2 separate regions of the Mus musculus genome follow, and region 2 is linked to region 1. A link is a contact called in public capture Hi-C data. All regions are on one chromosome and are shown on one strand. The core of a region is the stretch at or near the end of the contact, and the rest is flanking DNA. Distances in the headings are between cores, read along the strand shown.

Region 1 (5,293 bases), core at 896-3,395:
TTCGTACCCCCTGGAACTAGAATTCAGATGGTAGATTATGGACCACCATGTGGGTGCTGGGACTCTAATCCATGTCCTCTGGAAGAGCAGCCATCGCTCTTAATCCCTAAGCCTTCTCAGGCTCAGATTAAAGAATTTTTAACAAAACATCACTGCCCCTGCTTCCTTCCCTTCTTTACCTAGATCCACTTGCCAAAAGGATGGCTTTTAACTCTTTTGTATTAGATTATTTTGATACTTCCATATCCATAAATAATTTTGTTATTATTTATTGATTTCTTAGTTATAGATTTTTATCTTTTCAGCATACCCCCTGCCCCCCAAGCATTTTGGGGTGCTCATTGGTTTTACTTTTTAAGACAGAGTCTTACTATATAGCCCAGGCTAGCCCTAAACTCACATTCCCTGGGCCTCAGTCTCCCAAATGTGGGATTCCAGACATGAGCCTCTACGCCTGGCTTTTATTTTGTTTTCTTTTCTGTACATAGCTTTTGGTTAATATGTGTTCTTAGGTATTGTATTTTGTTTTGATTTTCATTTTTTTTTGATGCTACCTATTTATTTATTATTTTATATATTTATTGTTCAAGGCGGCAGCATGAGCCAAGGTCCATATGTGGAGGTCAGAGGACAGTTTGTAGGAATTGATTCTCTCCTTCCACCATGAGGCTCCTGGAGATCAGTCTCAGGTCATTAGGCCTGGTGGCTAGTGCGTTTATCTGATGATCCATCTGGCTGGCCCTAATACAGTACCACTTATTGATTGCTTTTTAGACTTAATAGACTTTCCCAGAGTCTAGATTGGACCTCATACCTCTGTCCCCTTTAGATGACTAAATCTGGAGGCTTGTGACAGTCAAAAGTTTTAGATGATGTTGTGTGGTTCCTTTTGAATTGTGACAAGAGGCACACAATTTAATGACCTGTAATAGTTCAGAGGGATAATTGTTCAGACTTGCCATTAAGTTTTGGGAACTTTTCTCACAATCCTATCCTTAAAAAAAAAAAAAAATCACAGTATCAAGAAATCTATTTTATCAGTTTGTAGTATATATTCAATTAATAAAAGATGAATGGGAGCCAGATGTGGTGGCACATGCCTTTAATCCCAGCACTTGGGAGCAAGAGGCAGGCAGATCTCAGAGTTCAAAGTCAGCCTGGTTGGTCTACAGAGAAAGTTCTAGGGCAGCCAGGACTTTACAGAAAAGCCCTGTCTAGAGCCGGGTGTGGTGGCGCACGCCTTTAATCCCAGCACTTGGGAGGCAGAGGCAGGCAGATTTTTGAGTTCGAGGCCAGCCTGGTCTACAAAGTGAGTTCTAGGACAGCCAGGGCTAAATAGAGAAACCCTGTCTTAAAAAAAAAAAAAAAGAAAGAAAGAAAAGAAAAGAAAAAGAAAAGCCCTGTCTAAAAACAACAACAACAACAAAAAACAAAAAACAATAAACAAAATCTCTTAGAATATTTTGAGCCATAGATAAATGAAAAAAAAATTGTAAGTCCAAACAAAATTCCTAGGTTTAGATACACGCTGTGCTGGAGGCCAGAGAGATGGCTCAATGGTTAAGAGTATTTGCTGATCTGTCATGAGAACCAGAGCCCAGTTTTCAGAAACCACATCAGAGAGAGAGAGAGAGAGAGAGAGAGAGAGAGAGAGCACGCACACATACACACCCCCTACCTACTTCCTAGAGAGAGAGGGAGAGAGGGAAGGAAGAAAAGGAGAGGGAAGGAAAGGAGAGGGGAGGGTGGGAGGAAGGGAGAGGCCAGTAAAGAAACACCAAAAACACCCTATTCAGTGTCTGTTCACTTAAGAATTCCAGTAAGGATCCCCAGTGTTGATGTGTTCTTCAGTTACCTTCCTTTCCTTCTACTCTCCTGGCTTTTGTTTGTTTGGTTTTCTTAATGTTTTCCCCATTGTCCAGGTTACTGTTCACTCGTTTAACAGAGTTATGTGGAAGATAGAGATCGCTTGCTCAGTGCAGAGCTCTTGACTAGCCAGTGGGAGGCCCGAGGTTTGCTCCTAGCAAAACACACAAAACCAAACCCAAAACTGTTTTCAATGTGTTTGCTAATGAATAAAATCTGGTATATTCCTAGAATTGTTAATGCTGATATACATTGTATCATTTAGCCTCTAGTAGCTTTAGCAGAGTCAGTGCCTGTCTGACTCAGGCAGTGTACTTGTATGTTTCCTTTTCTGTGTTGAGATAGTGTTATTGGATTAACTTAAGTGTTGATGTTTCTTTCCCTAGCAATCAGCAGAACGCTGTGTAAGCACACTGCTTGATCTAATCCAGACCAAAGTAAATTATGTGGTCCAAGAGGCAATTGTTGTCATCAGGGACATCTTCCGAAAATACCCCAACAAGTATGTCAAAATTCATGTAATCTTCTTTCTCAGATCATTTGGGAAACGTATAAGTAAGGCACTTTGAAATTGACTCGGTAAGAATTATTATTCCATATATAACTGGTCATAGTAGATTTTTTTTTAATGAAGTCAGAGATACATAGTGGGTATCAAACAGACACTAAAACTTCTCGTTTAAATATGGGAATGGAGTTTTAAGTTGGCCCCATGTGCTGGGATTACAGGCATGAGCCACCATAGCAGCTGTTCATTATTTTTGTAGAAATGAGGCTTAGCTTAAGTATATACTTGGCATAGACTACATCAAACACATAAGATTGTTTGTTGTGTCAGAGTTACCATTACACAGGAAGCCTATTTATCCCTAGGTGTCTTGATACACTCGCTCCATGCAGACCAATGATTGTGTCCTTCCTCCTCTCAGAATAACTTTTCCAGCCGCCATGCTGTTTGCTCAGCATGGGGCCCCACTGCCTTGTGGGAGCAGCAGAGTGCATTCAATAAGTTACTCCCCTGGCCTCTGCTGACACACTGGGGCTGCTCCCACAGGGATCATTTACATCACAAAGTTTTTACTGGGGCTCTTAGTTCATAAAACAAAATACTTTGATTCTGAGACCTGCAGTCCAGAATTAGTGCAGGATTTGGGTTTTTGTGAGATTTTTTTTTTGTTTTGTCTTGAGAAGTGTTATTTTTAGAAAGAGGACCACCACCTTTTACTCAACTCCCTCCAAAAGTGAAGGATCAAGTTTCTAAACTGTTTTGTTACAGGTTAAGGAAAAAAAAAAGATCAATAGAGAAATGTGTAAAACTTGTGTAAATAAGGGGTTATGACAGTTTAATTTCAAGAAAATAGTCAGAGTCTGGTTTAATAAGTAGGAATAGGGCAGATACTTGGCCTAGTATACTAGTTATCCACATTAATATATTCTGTTTCAGTCTAATGTTGAAAATCACATTAGCCAGCTAGATCTGATGGCATGGGCCTATAATCTCAGCTATTCAGGAGGCCAAGACAGGACATGGACAAGCTCAAGCCAACCCTTGCAACCTAGCAAGACCCTGCTTTAAACAAGAGGAGAGCAGTAGGCTGAGAATACTGCTCATAGGAAAGAGTTTGCCTGGTATGTGTTGGATCCTAGGTTCAGTCTTCAGTAATAAAAATAAAATTTTAAGTTATGTTAGTAAAGGACGTATAGATTCAGCAAGGTGAATACGTAGTTATAAGAAAGGTTGATTTTTAAACACAAGATAATGGTATTTTCTTATACCACAGGTTAATTTATTCCCTCGTGAACATGTCTGTCTCATGAGCTCTTGTACAAGTTTAAAGCTTAGTTACTAAAACATAATTGAACTGGCTTTGGTGGCACACACCTTTAGTCCCATCACTCAGGAGGCAGAGGCAGATGATCTCTGTGAGTTCAAGGCCAGCCTGGTCTACAGAGTGAATCATAGGACAGCAAGGTCTACATAGAGAGTCCCTGTCTCAACACAACAAACCATAATTGAAGAACAGTGGTTCACAGTCATCTGTAACTCCACTCCCAGGGGATCCAACACTGCCTTCTGACCTCTGCAAGTACCAGGCCTTCATGTGATACACACACGTACATGCAAGCTAAACACTCATATATGCAAATTTATAAAATTGTACATAAAAAATATTTTAAAGCATATTTGAAGAAAAATTTAAGCCATGCAATTTTGACTTACTACATTCTGTTGACTAAAAACCTTTGCAGCTTGGAATCCCTTGTGTATGGTTTTTTTACTTTAGCTTCTACTGTTAAATACAGTTCTTAGTTTTGGCCTTAGTAACTAGTCCATTTGTTACAACAGGTATGAAAGTATTATTGCCACCCTCTGTGAAAACTTGGACTCCCTGGATGAACCCGATGCCCGAGCAGCTATGATTTGGATTGTAGGAGAATATGCTGAAAGAATCGATAACGCAGATGAATTACTAGAGAGTTTCCTGGAAGGTTTTCATGACGAAAGCACCCAGGTAAGTCTCTTCCATCCCGTGCTCTAGATCTCTTCAGAACAAGAGCTGAGAAGGTGAAATGTTAGCTAGTTTTTTGTGTATGTTTGTTTGTCATGGTTTCTTCGTCTCAAAAGGGATGATCGTTTTGGTCAGCACTGTTTTCTAGATAACAAAGCTGCAGCGCTTAGAGCAGTGGTCATAGACTATGATGGGCATTGGAACATTTGGGGGCTGAGGAGACACAGAGCGAGAAGCACCTGCACAGTCAGTTCCCACCTGCTGCGGTGCTGCTCCAGAAGAGAGCGAACTTCCCTGCAGTGATGTTGAGCAGTAATCAGGGTCTTATTTTCTGTCACTTAAGGATGATTACAAATTGTCCTTGGTATTTGCTGTTGCTCATTATAGTGCAGCATAGCGAGGTTTGAGAAGATTCTACATAGATGATTAGATTTCTTCCCATCTGTCCCTCTCTCCAACTAAAATTAGAGTCAGAGGCTCAGAGAGGCAGTCAGATTATTAAGCCCTTTCTCCCTGGCATTTGTGCTCATAGCAAATAGAACTTTGTGTATGTAATCCATTATAGTAATTTAATAGGCCTAATATTAATAGTGGCACAGCAGGCTCCCTCTAATTGGCTCTAATCTGACACAATTCTGTTTTGGCTCCTATCCCAGTATGGCAAATGATGTCATGAGTCCTTCAGACTTGTAAGCTTTGGTCAATGTAAATAATACACGGTTTGGTGAAGAGCCATTCTTACTACTTTATGTATGTACTATAAAAAATACATTTAAAGGCTGGCTCAGAGGACAAGCCTGGCAACCTGGGTTTGGTCCCTGGAACTCGTGTAAAGGTAAAAGGAGAGAATTCACTCCACAGAGTTGACCTCTACGTGTGCACTGTGACACATGCACTCACACACATCACGCATCCAG
Region 2 (5,293 bases), core at 1,041-3,540, 440 kb after region 1:
TCGGCCTCAGACTTACAGTCCGTGTTAGCTGTGAGTGCTTGCAGAATTGTGGGAACCCTTCTGGATCGTGCAGCCTTGCCCGCCTTTAGCTAATCAGTCGCCTGTTCTCTGTAGGTTTTGGCTCACCTGGCGAGGGGCTATTTTTCAACGGCTCAGTTGTACTTGATGGAGCTGGGCGAGGTGATCTGTAAGTGCATGTGTGAGGCAAACCCATCCATTCAGCTCCACGGCGTGAAGGTAATCTCGCTACAAGTGACACGTATGCTTCTGTGGTTTCCCAGGTTTCAGGTGAGGAGGGGCACGTCCCTCTCCTGACTCGTCTGCAGAGAGTTAGCTGAGCATAAGGTGTCAGCTTTGCTCCTTGAAAGAAGAGCTCTGTCAGAGTCGCTGAGAAAAGAAAAACCAGTTAGAAATTACTTTTCCTATGTTGTGTGCACGCCTTTTAACTCCAGCATGAGAGAGGCAAAAGTCATTGGATCTCACAAGTTCGAGGCCAGCCAGGGCTACATAATGAGACCCTGTCTGAAAGAAACAAACAAAAAGGAAAAGGAAGGAAGAGAAACTACTTTTGCTGTTGATTTGAGATGATGCAGACTGAAGCAGGGTATTTGCGGCCTCCGTAGAACCGAGTCTCTGCTCTGACCGTCATTTCTTGTATCTTGGCAGCTCCTGGAAGAACTGGGTGCAGGCTTGATACAGCAGTACAAGCCAGATTCCAACATAGCGCCTGAACAGAGAGTGCCAGTCCACCTGGTAAGCCCACCTCCAGCCCCCGTGTCTTCTCCTCTGTTCTACTGGGCTCAGTAATGAAGCGGAGCAGGTGATGTCATTTCCTCCAGTGTTGAAAACTATGGTGCGCCAGTGAAATGGCGCTGCGGGAAGGATGCTTGCCGCCCAAGGCTGCACACCTGACAGTCTGAGTGTGATCTCTGGAGCCCACATAAGGAACCAATTCCACCAAGTTTTCCTCTGACATCCCCATGTGCACCATGACAGATGTGGCCACAAAGGTCATACATGTGCACACTAATAACAGATAAAATTCAGAACAAATCTATGGTGTTCCGGTTGTGGAATAAGCACACCAGAATTTATTATTACTGGGATATGGCATGTGTGCTAATGTCTACATGTGGAGAGTAAAAGATAGTTTGTGGAGTTGGTTCTCTATGGCCACTTTTATTTGGGTTCCAGAGATTGTACTCAGGTCACCAGCTTGCACAGCAAGTGCCTTTACACACTGAACCATCTCATCTGCCCCAGGACTTCTTACCCCTGTTGAACTATAAGCGGCTACTGTTGATTAACCCTGTAGCTACTACCTCTGCTCTCTATCACCACCACCACCATCATTGTCACTATTTCTGTCAACTCAGTTACACTGTAGTGTCCTACTGGATGTGGCTGGTTATTTCAGAAGTTGTTTCCATTACTTTGGAAGATGAACAGTGAAAACACTTATAAAAAGCTACCACTTCAGCCAAACTCTTCTCATCTGCAAGGCTGCATCTAGAGGGCATGGCTTCACAGGTCCCACATTAGCCACTTTTTGCAGTAAATCTCCACCCAAATATGCCCCTGCAGTGAAAACACAACTCAATATGAATACATGCTGTACGCCTAGTTTGGGCGGATCTACTGCTACACTGCCATCTTCCACATTTATTGAGACCCCTTAGAACTTTCGGATTCTCCAGGCCATGTGCTTCTGCTCTGCTTTTCTTCTTCCTCCTCCTCTGCATCCTCTCCCACTTCCATTTTCTCTCTCTCTCTCTCTCTCTCTCTCTCTCTCTCTCTCTCTCTCTCTCTCTCTCTCTCTCTCTCTCTCCTTCCACTCCACCTTCCCTTTTATCTGCCCAATCATCAGCTCTCCTTTATTTTACAAATTAAGGTGGGAAGCAGGTTTACAGGAAATCACCTCTGGTTCTAACTTGCTGTATTCCAGGTGGTGGTGTTCTGGACTGCGATGCTGAGTGGTCCTTTGCCCCGAGCCCTGCAGTCTGCAGAGCACCCGACTCTCCAGGCGAGCGCCTGTGATGCCCTGTCCTCCATCTTGCCAGAGGCCTTCAGCAGTCTGCCGGTAACCTGCCACGGACCCTCACTCCTTGACCATGCCCTGGGCATCAGGGCACCAGCGTGATTCTCTGTTCTGAAACCTTTTCAGCCTCCTCTCTTTAATAAAGAAGCTGTTTCTGTTGAGTTTGTGGCGAGAACAGTGAAGTGTTGCTCCTCCAGGAAAGCCTGGCCTCCTGGGCCCTAGAGGGTGTGGGTGTGGGCAGCACAGCTCTGAGGGCGGATTTCACAAGCATGTCGTGTCCTGAGATGAAAGTCTTGGGTCCACATCCCAGCCATTCCTCCAGCTCTTTGGCTCCTTGAATTTCTTTAAAGCTTTGTATCATCCGTTTATCAGAGGAGTCAGATGAGAGGTGACTGTTAAAAATCCTTGTTAAGAGGCCTCCACCTGGGGTCTTCACCCAGCCCATACCTGATCCATCGCCCTGGGTGAGGATCCTTTGTCTGATTTTGGCTGCTCCTGTTCATTCCTCAGTGGCTTTTTAACTGTTCTTAGTTATGTAAATTAGCTTTTATAAGGGAGGCAGGTAATGAGGCAGAAGGATTAAATGAACTTGTTCACGTCATTGAAAGGTGCAGTGTGATAAGATGCTCTGCGTGCGCCTTACCCAGAATCCCTGCTCACACACCTGCCCCGGTGTCAGGCACCTGCCCTTTACAGGAGTCCGCTGCAGGTCGCAGTGGGGATTGAACCCTGCACAGGCGCTCTCCCCACAGCTGCTCCTGGAAGACTGGCTCACTGTTCTTCCTTCTCACTTTCCCTGTTTCAAACCTTCTCGTTGCAGAACGACAAGCAGATTTTGTGCATTACAGTGTTGCTCGGCCTGAATGACAGCAAGAACCATCTAGTGAAAGCCGCCACCTCCAGGGCCCTTGGAGTCTACGTGCTTTTCCCGTGCCTCAGACAGGTAAGAGGAAGCCTGGCGTGCCCTCCCCCAGTTCCTCGGCACCTATACCGTTTGTGGGCGTGAGGCTTCTGCGCTGACAGTGAAAGAAATTAGCCTGTTATGTGGTCAGATTTCCTCAGGTGCTATTTCGCTGCACAGCACCTGCGCTTCCTTTGCTAATTGTTCAACACACTGCCTGGGACTGTAGTGTGCAGCAAATGTTTAATTAGTGAATAATTGTCTAAGGATGAAAAAGAGGAAGTTACCACATGGAAGTAATGACTGAGAAACGGTGCTTTTGGGAACTACTTTCACTGTCAGGACGTTGTTGAGGGAGGTGGCAGTCAGCCCAAGCACTGAACGCACAGGTGACGGTCCCAGGCTCACACTGGCTCCATAGCAAACTTTTTAAATCAAAATCAAAATTACCGTAAAGGCCTAAAGCTTTCTGTGAAAATAAGCTGTAAGGTTCAGAGGCAGCAGTGTAAACTCCTTAGTAATGTAGCCTGGTTTGTTGTACAGGACGTCATATTTGTTGCAGACACAGCAAATGCTATATTGATGTCACTTCAAGATAAGTCACTAAACGTGCGCGCCAAAGCAGCCTGGTCCCTGGGCAACCTGACAGATACTCTGATTGTCAACATGTAAGTGACTCAGCTGTTTTCCCTGAGTGGCATCTTTTTCAGAATCCCTAAAAGGTGTCTTTCATCCCTACTGCGAAAGAATTGGCAAGAATCCCCTCATATTATGCGGGCGTTTTTGCTACTTTGTTTTAATATTCCTCTAAGCAATAAACCCAGTAGTTTATTTTAATGTATTAAGAGTACATATGCTGGGCAGTGGTGGCACATGCCTTTAATCCCAGCACTTGGGAGGCAGAGGCAGGCGGATTTCTGAGTTCGAGGCCAGCCTGGTCTACAGAGTGAGTTCCAGGACAGCCAGGGCTGTACAGAGAAACCCTGACTCAGAAAAAAAAAAAAATTTAAAAAAGAATACATATTACTCTATTACAGTATATATATCTTCAACAATACCATGTGCTATTGTAAGTGTATACCCACATTGTAGAAAATGTCACAGTAGGAATCCAAAACCTTTGTAACAGTTGCTCTGTTCTTAGGATGCAGAGGGGGTTTTTTGGATTTGTTTTATTAAATATTTTTACATATATTTTAACTCCTCTCAGATCCTCCCACCCTCCTACCCATCCAACTTCATATTCGATCGATCTCTCTCCCTCTCCTTCTCTCTCCCCTTCTTTCTTCCCCTATCCCTCCCTTCCTCCCTCAAAAAACAGGAGCCTGCCCTGGAGTGTAGTTGATATACCCAGGACACTCCATTGGAGGAAGAAAAATAAATAAATTTTAAATATATATATATATATGTGTGTGTGTATGTGTGTGTGTGTGTGTGTGTGTGTGTGTATACATATATATGTATGTGTGTGGAATTTATTCACAGGTCAAAAGATTTTGAACAGTACTAAGGGGTATGCAGTATAGAATCCGCCTCCTTCCCATAATGCCCCATTCCTATCACTAGAACTGGCAGCCATCATACTTTCTGTCACTTAATTCTGTATAAGAGGCATGTGTAGCACACAGGGCCATTCTCTGCACTGGGTGTTTAATAAACACCTGCTACACCAACCCCACCAAGAGATGTATCCTTCTCCATCCCCTTGCTGAGTGCTCATTTTAGGCCTTGGACTTGTGGGTATCTACAGGCAGTGAACACTTCCAGGCATAAAATGTCCATTTTGACATACCCCTGTGATTGCATTCTTAAGTGTGGAACTGCAGGATTGACACCTAGGTATGGTGGCATTTGCCTGTAATCCCAGCACTCAGGAGGCTGAGTCAGGAGGATCACAAATTTGAAGTCAACATAGGCTCCATACCAAGTCCCAGGCCAGTCTGAGCTCTGTAATGAAGCCCTGGCTCAAAAACAAACAAACAAACAAACAAAAACAAGAAAGATATATGAGTTCTTGATGTGATCTGAAAAGATCTGTCAAGCTGTTTTCCCTCAAGTTTTTACCGTCTGTACGTGGTGACTCTGTCTCTGTATGCACACATTTAAGTGGTGTTTTCTTTTTATCCTGCCTTGTGCCTGGGGTGGGACAGGGACACACCAGACCCAAGTTTCCAGGATGAGTTCTCTGGACTCCTGCTCTTGAAAATGTTGCAGTGTGCAATACAAGCCTCCACAGACAAAGACAAGGTATGCGCAAGATGACGAGGGTGCACACTTGGGCACAGCTGCTCCAGCTGGGCTGTCTGACTGTCAGCCGTCCTGTGTTCACGGAAGCTCTGGGCGGGTGCTTGCCC

Evidence for each region. Capture Hi-C pulls out chosen DNA fragments and counts their contacts.
Region 2: a contact with region 1 is called in a capture Hi-C map of embryonic stem cells, with 4 times the contacts expected there. The contact joins two enhancer-like sites. A contact is called at or near these places in 7 of 484 Hi-C or Micro-C datasets (bone marrow-derived macrophages, cardiomyocytes, cortical glia and 4 more) and 2 of 9 other capture datasets (embryonic stem cells and liver).

What each region holds. Positions count from the first base shown.
Region 1 is chr11:83,337,061-83,342,353 of GRCm38.p6, forward strand. It overlaps Ap2b1 (adaptor-related protein complex 2, beta 1 subunit), which reads left to right. Exons shown (of 22, transcript NM_001035854.2): 10 at 2,253-2,368; 11 at 4,214-4,379. Among named protein-coding and RNA genes, the nearest start is that of Gm23951, 27 kb to the right of the region's middle. Within about 2 kb of position 2,146, at least 5 of the 459 cell types and tissues checked have an H3K27ac peak or open chromatin away from gene starts, as enhancers often do. A contact at or near this core is called in embryonic stem cells, where this site is marked.
Region 2 is chr11:83,773,756-83,779,048 of GRCm38.p6, forward strand. It overlaps Heatr6 (HEAT repeat containing 6), which reads left to right. Exons shown (of 20, transcript NM_145432.3): 13 at 115-237; 14 at 667-753; 15 at 1,946-2,080; 16 at 2,859-2,981; 17 at 3,483-3,607; 18 at 5,090-5,186. Among named protein-coding and RNA genes, the nearest start is that of Heatr6, 23 kb to the left of the region's middle. Within about 2 kb of position 2,291, at least 7 of the 459 cell types and tissues checked have an H3K27ac peak or open chromatin away from gene starts, as enhancers often do. A contact at or near this core is called in embryonic stem cells, where this site is marked.